Linked DNA regions of Zea mays: region 1 is linked to region 2. A link is a contact called in public Hi-C data. All regions are on one chromosome and are shown on one strand. The core of a region is the stretch at or near the end of the contact, and the rest is flanking DNA. Distances in the headings are between cores, read along the strand shown. Region 1 holds the start of LOC100274376. Region 2 holds the start of LOC103636608 (protein disulfide-isomerase LQY1, chloroplastic).

Region 1 (3,356 bases), core at 246-2,745, 210 kb before region 2:
CAAAAAACATTCAAAAAATACAACTTACAGAAAAAACTTGCTGGACAAAAAACATTACCCAATATAGGATAACAGAATCAATAATTAGATAACAAAGTGTGCAATTTTCTAAGTATGTTGGCCCTATCGGGAGTAGCCATCAGGCATTTACGACCTTGATACAGTATGAACCCCACACAAGCATGAGCAAAACTGGGGAATTAACAATGTAATTAACCCTCGTCATTCTTGGTGATTGGACTTGTGTCACCGTAATCAGTGTGTGTCCCATGGGGCATCTCCAAACATCGCAAGAGCTTTGTTACTTGCTAGTAGGGAGATTCATCTATGAATGCTGGCTGGCTTCAAGGAATTTCTTACCTCACAGCCCTTGTGGCTTGTACCAAGTGTAGTTTGAGATTTGGTCGTGGTGTTCTCTTTGTACAAAGGCACACTGATCTGGGTGTGTGTGGTTTGTTTGTTTGTAATGCCCCTTCATCCTTTTTTCTTTCTTATAATATAATTATGCGCAGCTCTCTTGTGTCTTCAAGAAAAAAATACTAATATATGTAAGAGGTTAAGTAATTGAAGTTTATGAGTTGGATTACTGGAGGTAACTAATCTCACTGTCGACATCATTATGAGCTGTAAAATGATTTGAACGGTTTCATTTAAATTAATATCGGTGCAGGACAGTGGCCAGTTTATTGTAAAAAAACGAATCCACAAAGTCCAAAACAATCTAATTATGCTAGATCGTAATAAAAACAAGTTTTAACAACTCATGATCTTCTTGAACAAATAAAACCATTTGCCAAACGTCACACGAGCAAACGTGCAACTACCATAGCATCAGACATAATGTAGCGACACGAAGACTGACCTTGCAGACCAACGAACATGACTACGCTTGGCTTGCCCTTTTTGGGAGTGAAAGAAGGCTTCCCGGGATCTAACATGGTGCAGAGTTCCGTGAAGACAGCCTACAGCAACAAAAACTGATATCAATTAACGCAATCAACGAGATGCACAGGTTAACCCCGAATTACACAGAAATCCCTCGAAGCTCTTGACGAATTGGGCGCGGATTGGGCAGATGAGGCGACAAACGAGTACGCCCCTTACCTGCTGCATGATGCGGCGCTTGTTGGTGCCTGCGGCAAGCGCCTCGAGGTTGACGATGCGCTTGATGTTAGCCTGCATGTCGCGGACCATCTTGAACTGGACATCGGCCTGTAGGAGCGCGCGCGAGATCTCGTTGAGGCACTCGTTGAGCACCTTCTCATCGATCACCGTGGCGTTGCTCATCTGCGCCAGGGCGCGGGAGATGCTCCCGCCCAGCTGTGCGAGCACCATCTTGCCGGGGCCGAGGTGCTTCCCTTCCGCTTCCCCTGCCGGTGGAGTTGGCTTCCGCGAGTAGGGAAAGAGAGGATTAGGGTTCCGATGGGGAGACGCTCGAGCCCTGAGCGAGCCGCGTGAGAACGGGGATGGGTGGAGGAGGTTACGGTGACGTAGAGACGAGAAGGAACGTGGAACGCGGAGGCGTGGCGTACTGGCGTGAATGATGAATCAAGGTGAAGGGTGAGAAATGGCAATTGTGTTTACGACATAGTATAGGCCTCCTTTTAGAACGTGGGATTTTTTTTCCTGTTCCTATGTTTTCATGAGAAAATAAACTGATTTTGTGAAATTTTTATATAATTTCTATAAAATTCTTACGTTCCAAAGGATGTTACAGTGGTTCCATCATTGATAATTGTTCGCTTTAGATTAAAGTTAGTTGTACCTCTAGTTTATAGAGACAAAATGCTAAAGCTGATATAGATTAAAACCAAGCGAAAAAACTGACATATATTATGTTGGATTTTTCACTAAAAGCTGGCTGGTTCGGGCGTGATTTGTTCAGTGGCCCGACCAAGTCAGTTGTAGTAGTAGGCTCTAGCCCACTGCTGTTGATTGACTTGGTCAACCATTAAGACAGATTGACCCTATACAAACAGAGGGCCCGGACCAAGCTGAAGAACAGTGGTGGAGCGGAGCCACCTCCCAGCGTGCTGTCCGGACACGTGCCCGGGCTTGTCCGGTTGTCGATCCACTTGAATCATTGGACGTGTGCGGCAGGCAACGAGGCGTTGCGGTAGCCTGCCATTCGCGGAATCGCGGCGGCCGCATTGACGCATTGTAGGCTTTTTTGTAGCTAGCAGCGGTACGGTAGCGGAGTGAGGATGCGTGAGCATGTCACTAACTTGCCATGCTGATATGACGTTAATAAATAATGGAACTATAGTGATATTACCTCCAGTCTAGCTAATACTAATGTCGCATCGAATGTTTAAAATAATATTATTAATATTAAATATAATATAATTATAAAACTAAGTATATAGACGAAGACTAAATGATAAGACAAATTTATTAAACGTAATTAATTAATAATTAGTAAATATTTACTGTAGTATCACATGAGAAAATCATTGACTAATTAGGTTTAATGTATTTGTATTCATCCGTGTAGTTAGTTTTATAATTAGACTATATTTAATATTTCTAACTATTATTCAAAATATTTGATATGACATAGAGTTGGAGAATCTAAATACCCCATAAGGCCTAATAAAAGTATGAATGCATCACACAACATCAAAAAACAGATCTCAGGAGCACACAATTGCTAGGATGTCTAGTTTTACACAAATGAGTGCTCAGATCTCTCTAGAATGAACCAAATGTGTGCAAGTGTATAGGAGTGTTCCTTTGCTCTAGGGATGCTTAGGTACTCGACATGGCTGAAGGAGATATTTATAGCCCCAAATAGCCAATAGAGTCATTGGAAGAATTGTTGAAATTCTACTCTACGAGGGAGCACCAGACCTCCACCAGTGTCGCTATCTCTAGGATGTTGATTTGGACCTTCCATCTAGGCTGGCACCGGACCGCTTCGGTGCGCCACCGGACGTCCGGACCCTATGCCACGTCAGCTAGCTGTTGCGGTCTACTATTGGAGCTGAAGCAATCGTTAGACCGAGGTCTAGTGCACCATCGAACCGAGGTCCAATGATTTTGTCTTCAAGACTTAGAGCGTCGAGTTCGTTGTAGATGGTTCGGTGCTGTGGAGGACGGATATCCCCCGAGTCCACCAGAAGGATAAAAGACCTCACGAAAGTTCCGTGGGCCCAATAATTCGCGAGGTCATTCCTTCGTGGGCCTGGGGAAGAACGCTTAGTGAAATGGATCAACACAAGATCGGATCGACGCAAGCCCAGATGGCCCGACGAATTTGAGTAATGATCGCAACAGTGACCCGACCTCCCCGCGCAGGGGCCCCGCGTATCGGAACAGAGCGGAGATAGGTCGGCAGGATTATAGGAAGATAGACT
Region 2 (3,140 bases), core at 211-2,710:
TATTTCATAATAGGGATGGCTTCCTAAATCTCTATGCGGGGATAGAGATGAGAGAAAAAGATCACCTATGAACATTTATGAGGATGGGGATGGGGATTTTTTTTTCTCCTCATGGAGACGGGGATGGAGTGCCATTTCCCGATTGGGAATTCCTCTATTGACATCTCTACACTAGACGCACGGTACAATAGAAAAAAATATGATGATATAATAGAAGTAGCCATACATTCTTATATATATACCAGAAGCATGATCAAGTTCACATATGATCTGATTTCCACACATACATGGATGGAACACCATCAGATGATAGTAACTAGGATAAGTCTTTCTTCTCTAACATGCCAACCCTCTAGTATATAAACCACTGCTAATAGTCTTGTACCCTAAAAGTCTATTAATATTCTCGTATACTGACATAACATATATTGGCTATACCTCTACACTATATCCCCTCTTCTCTTTGCTATTGCATTTTTTTTCCGTTTTTTAACTTTTATCCAAACGCCACAGATGTTTTATTTGTCTTCTCTTTCATATTGCACTTTTCCTTCCATGTCCTAACTTTTATCTTTGTTTTATTAACTATTCTAATTTTTATCTAAACGACAAAGAATTTTATGGCCTATTTGGTTTACCGTAAGAAACCTATGTGCATCCTCATCCAACGTGGTTTAGTTAGGCCTTTTCATTATCCGTAAGATACAGTCCATACCACTATATAATTTATCGGTTTAAACTTTGTAAAATTTATTCAACCAAATTATCACACACTTATAACCTCCACTAAATCCACCAAATAAATGTATCTAAATTTAACACACCATCAAACCAACAGTTCATAATAGTTAGATAACTCTCTCTCTTTTACTTACTTAAATTTAATCAACAATATTATTTAGATCATCTCTATACTTAGTCTCCACCACCTCGCGATCCCGCTATCCCTAATCTCCCCCTCCCGCACAAAACTGACGCCCCTTTCCCCTCTCATCACTCGTGCCGCTGTCGCAATCGATCTCTTCGCTCCTAGAGAACGTAGCATTAACAAGAGTTATATGTTAGTTGTTAGTAAGATCTAATGTGGTTTGATTAGGCCTATGGTGGTTTGATTAGGACTATGGTTCCTGCTGCACCTTCATTTTCAAGTTTTGCACCTTTTAGTCCTATTTGTGCATATATTTTAAAATTTGATTATCAAATTATAATATTTTAATAAATTAATAAAATTTATTTTTTAAAACTTTGATCGAATGCCTATAAAAATCGTTTTATAACATTAAATTACTACATTAGACATGCTTTAAAATATATTGTTATAATATATATATTTTATATCATAGATATTATTATTTTGTATAACACTTAATAAAATTTTGAAGATAGTTTGACTAGTATAGATCGGAAGAATCAATTTATTTAAAGATGGAGGGAGTAAATATTAGAAAATGTTGGGAGCCACACTTAACTGAAATGAGAGAAAGGGAAAGAAATTATCCGAACAACGCCCTCCTATCACTGCCACGTCACCGCATTTGCACCCAGCTTTCCTCCCATCCCATGGCTTCCCTCCTCTGCCCCGCCTCTTCCTGCCCCTCTGCTTCACTGCGCCGCACAGCCGCCTCCCCCGCTGCACCATCCTTCGCCTCAAGTCGGCACTACGGAGCCCCGCTTACGTTCCGAGTCGCCTCTCAGCCGCCGCAGGCCCTTGCCGCGGCCCCTTACGGCTACGGCAGCGACCTGCTCAGGCCCATCGACACACAGACGATCATCATAGCCGCCGCCGTCGTATCCGCAGTCTCCCTCTCTCTCGTCCTCGGCCTCAAGGTCTCCTCTGGCTTTTTCGGTTTCCTTTTCTTGCAGAATGCATGAATGGCACTGTAGTCTGCTGGTCTATGTTATGGATTTGTTATGTTCTTTGATGTGCTCCTTCAGGGCGACCCGGTGCCGTGCGACAGGTGCGCTGGGAATGGTATTTTGCAGTTCCTCTCCATTGCGTTCTTTTTTCTCTGTCCAGATGAATAGATGATAAGGGCACCTCTTAATTCAAAATAAGTTATTATATTACATAATCTATAATCTGGACAGATTATAATGCCAAACAAATAACACTGTTTGGTAACTCTATTTTTTTGGTAACTCTATTTTTAAAGTTTTTTTATTTTCTCAAGTAAAAATGAAATAATTTCTCTTAGGAAAATAGAAAACCATTACGCCCTATTTGGATCATTGGAATTGAATTCCATTCTAATAATAATAATTTAGTCATATATCAATCAAACTAATTTGGTTTTATGCAAAATATATCAGTATACTATTATTAGCAAGATGTCTGAGATATTTATGCGCTATATTTTTACTACAGAGGAGTAAGTCGAAGATCGTCTTGTAAGTTACAGAATAGAAACAAATTCTACTAAAACATAAAATCATTTCTTATCATCCACCCCATAAATTTGAGATAAACTTATATCAAAACTTTGGAAAGTGATGAAATGTCAAATTCCAAGCTAAATAGATTACTTTATTAAGTGAATTCCAATTCCTCTAAAATGAAGGGATCCAAATGACCCATTAAAAAAATGGGGTTCCCAAACTAGCCCTAAGTCTAGAAATTAGCCTGCTGTCCAAAGCCTGAAACTATAGCAAATTGTACGTGCCTTGTTGCTAATGGGTGCTGACTCATCTGGGATGTGAGCAAAACAAAGGGATGGATGTTATTGTGGTATATGACTGATCCATAATGTATGTTAATGTATATGTATCGTAAGTTCATTTTGCCCCATCTTCCAATCAGGGAATTGTCACACACCCATGCTTATATATACACACACCTGCACTTTTGAATGACCCCAAGTTGTGTGTTATTCTGTTTAGTCTGCTACTCTGCAAACATAATATGTCTAAATGATTACATAGTTCCATTGGACGTCAGCGCTTCACTTGGTGGTTTTCTTAGTCATTTCAGTGCCCACTACAAATTGATGGAAATTATCAATAGGAGATCATTGTAGGAGTGGGGCTACACATTTATGGATGGTAAAATGACCTTAGAAATAGTTAATTTGGCCTGATGGTAGATCATTGTAGGAGTGGGGCTACTGTCTGGGACTCTGGGTTAACTGTATTTCCTTGATGCT

The links. A called contact is a pair of places that touch in the nucleus more often than the background predicts.
Region 1: a contact with region 2 is called in a Hi-C map of ear, with 1.8 times the contacts expected there. The contact joins the promoter of LOC100274376 here to the promoter of LOC103636608 in region 2. A contact is called at or near these places in 5 of 25 Hi-C or Micro-C datasets (ear, leaf and tassel).

What each region holds. Positions count from the first base shown.
Region 1 is chr8:179,236,858-179,240,213 of Zm-B73-REFERENCE-NAM-5.0, reverse strand. LOC100274376 reads right to left here and starts at 1,495. Exons shown (of 9, transcript NM_001148736.1): 1 at 1,105-1,495; 2 at 863-962. The coding sequence starts at 1,335.
Region 2 is chr8:179,031,946-179,035,085 of Zm-B73-REFERENCE-NAM-5.0, reverse strand. It overlaps LOC103636608 (protein disulfide-isomerase LQY1, chloroplastic), which reads left to right and starts at 1,460. Exons shown (of 4, transcript XM_008658967.4): 1 at 1,460-1,827; 2 at 1,936-1,972. The coding sequence starts at 1,474.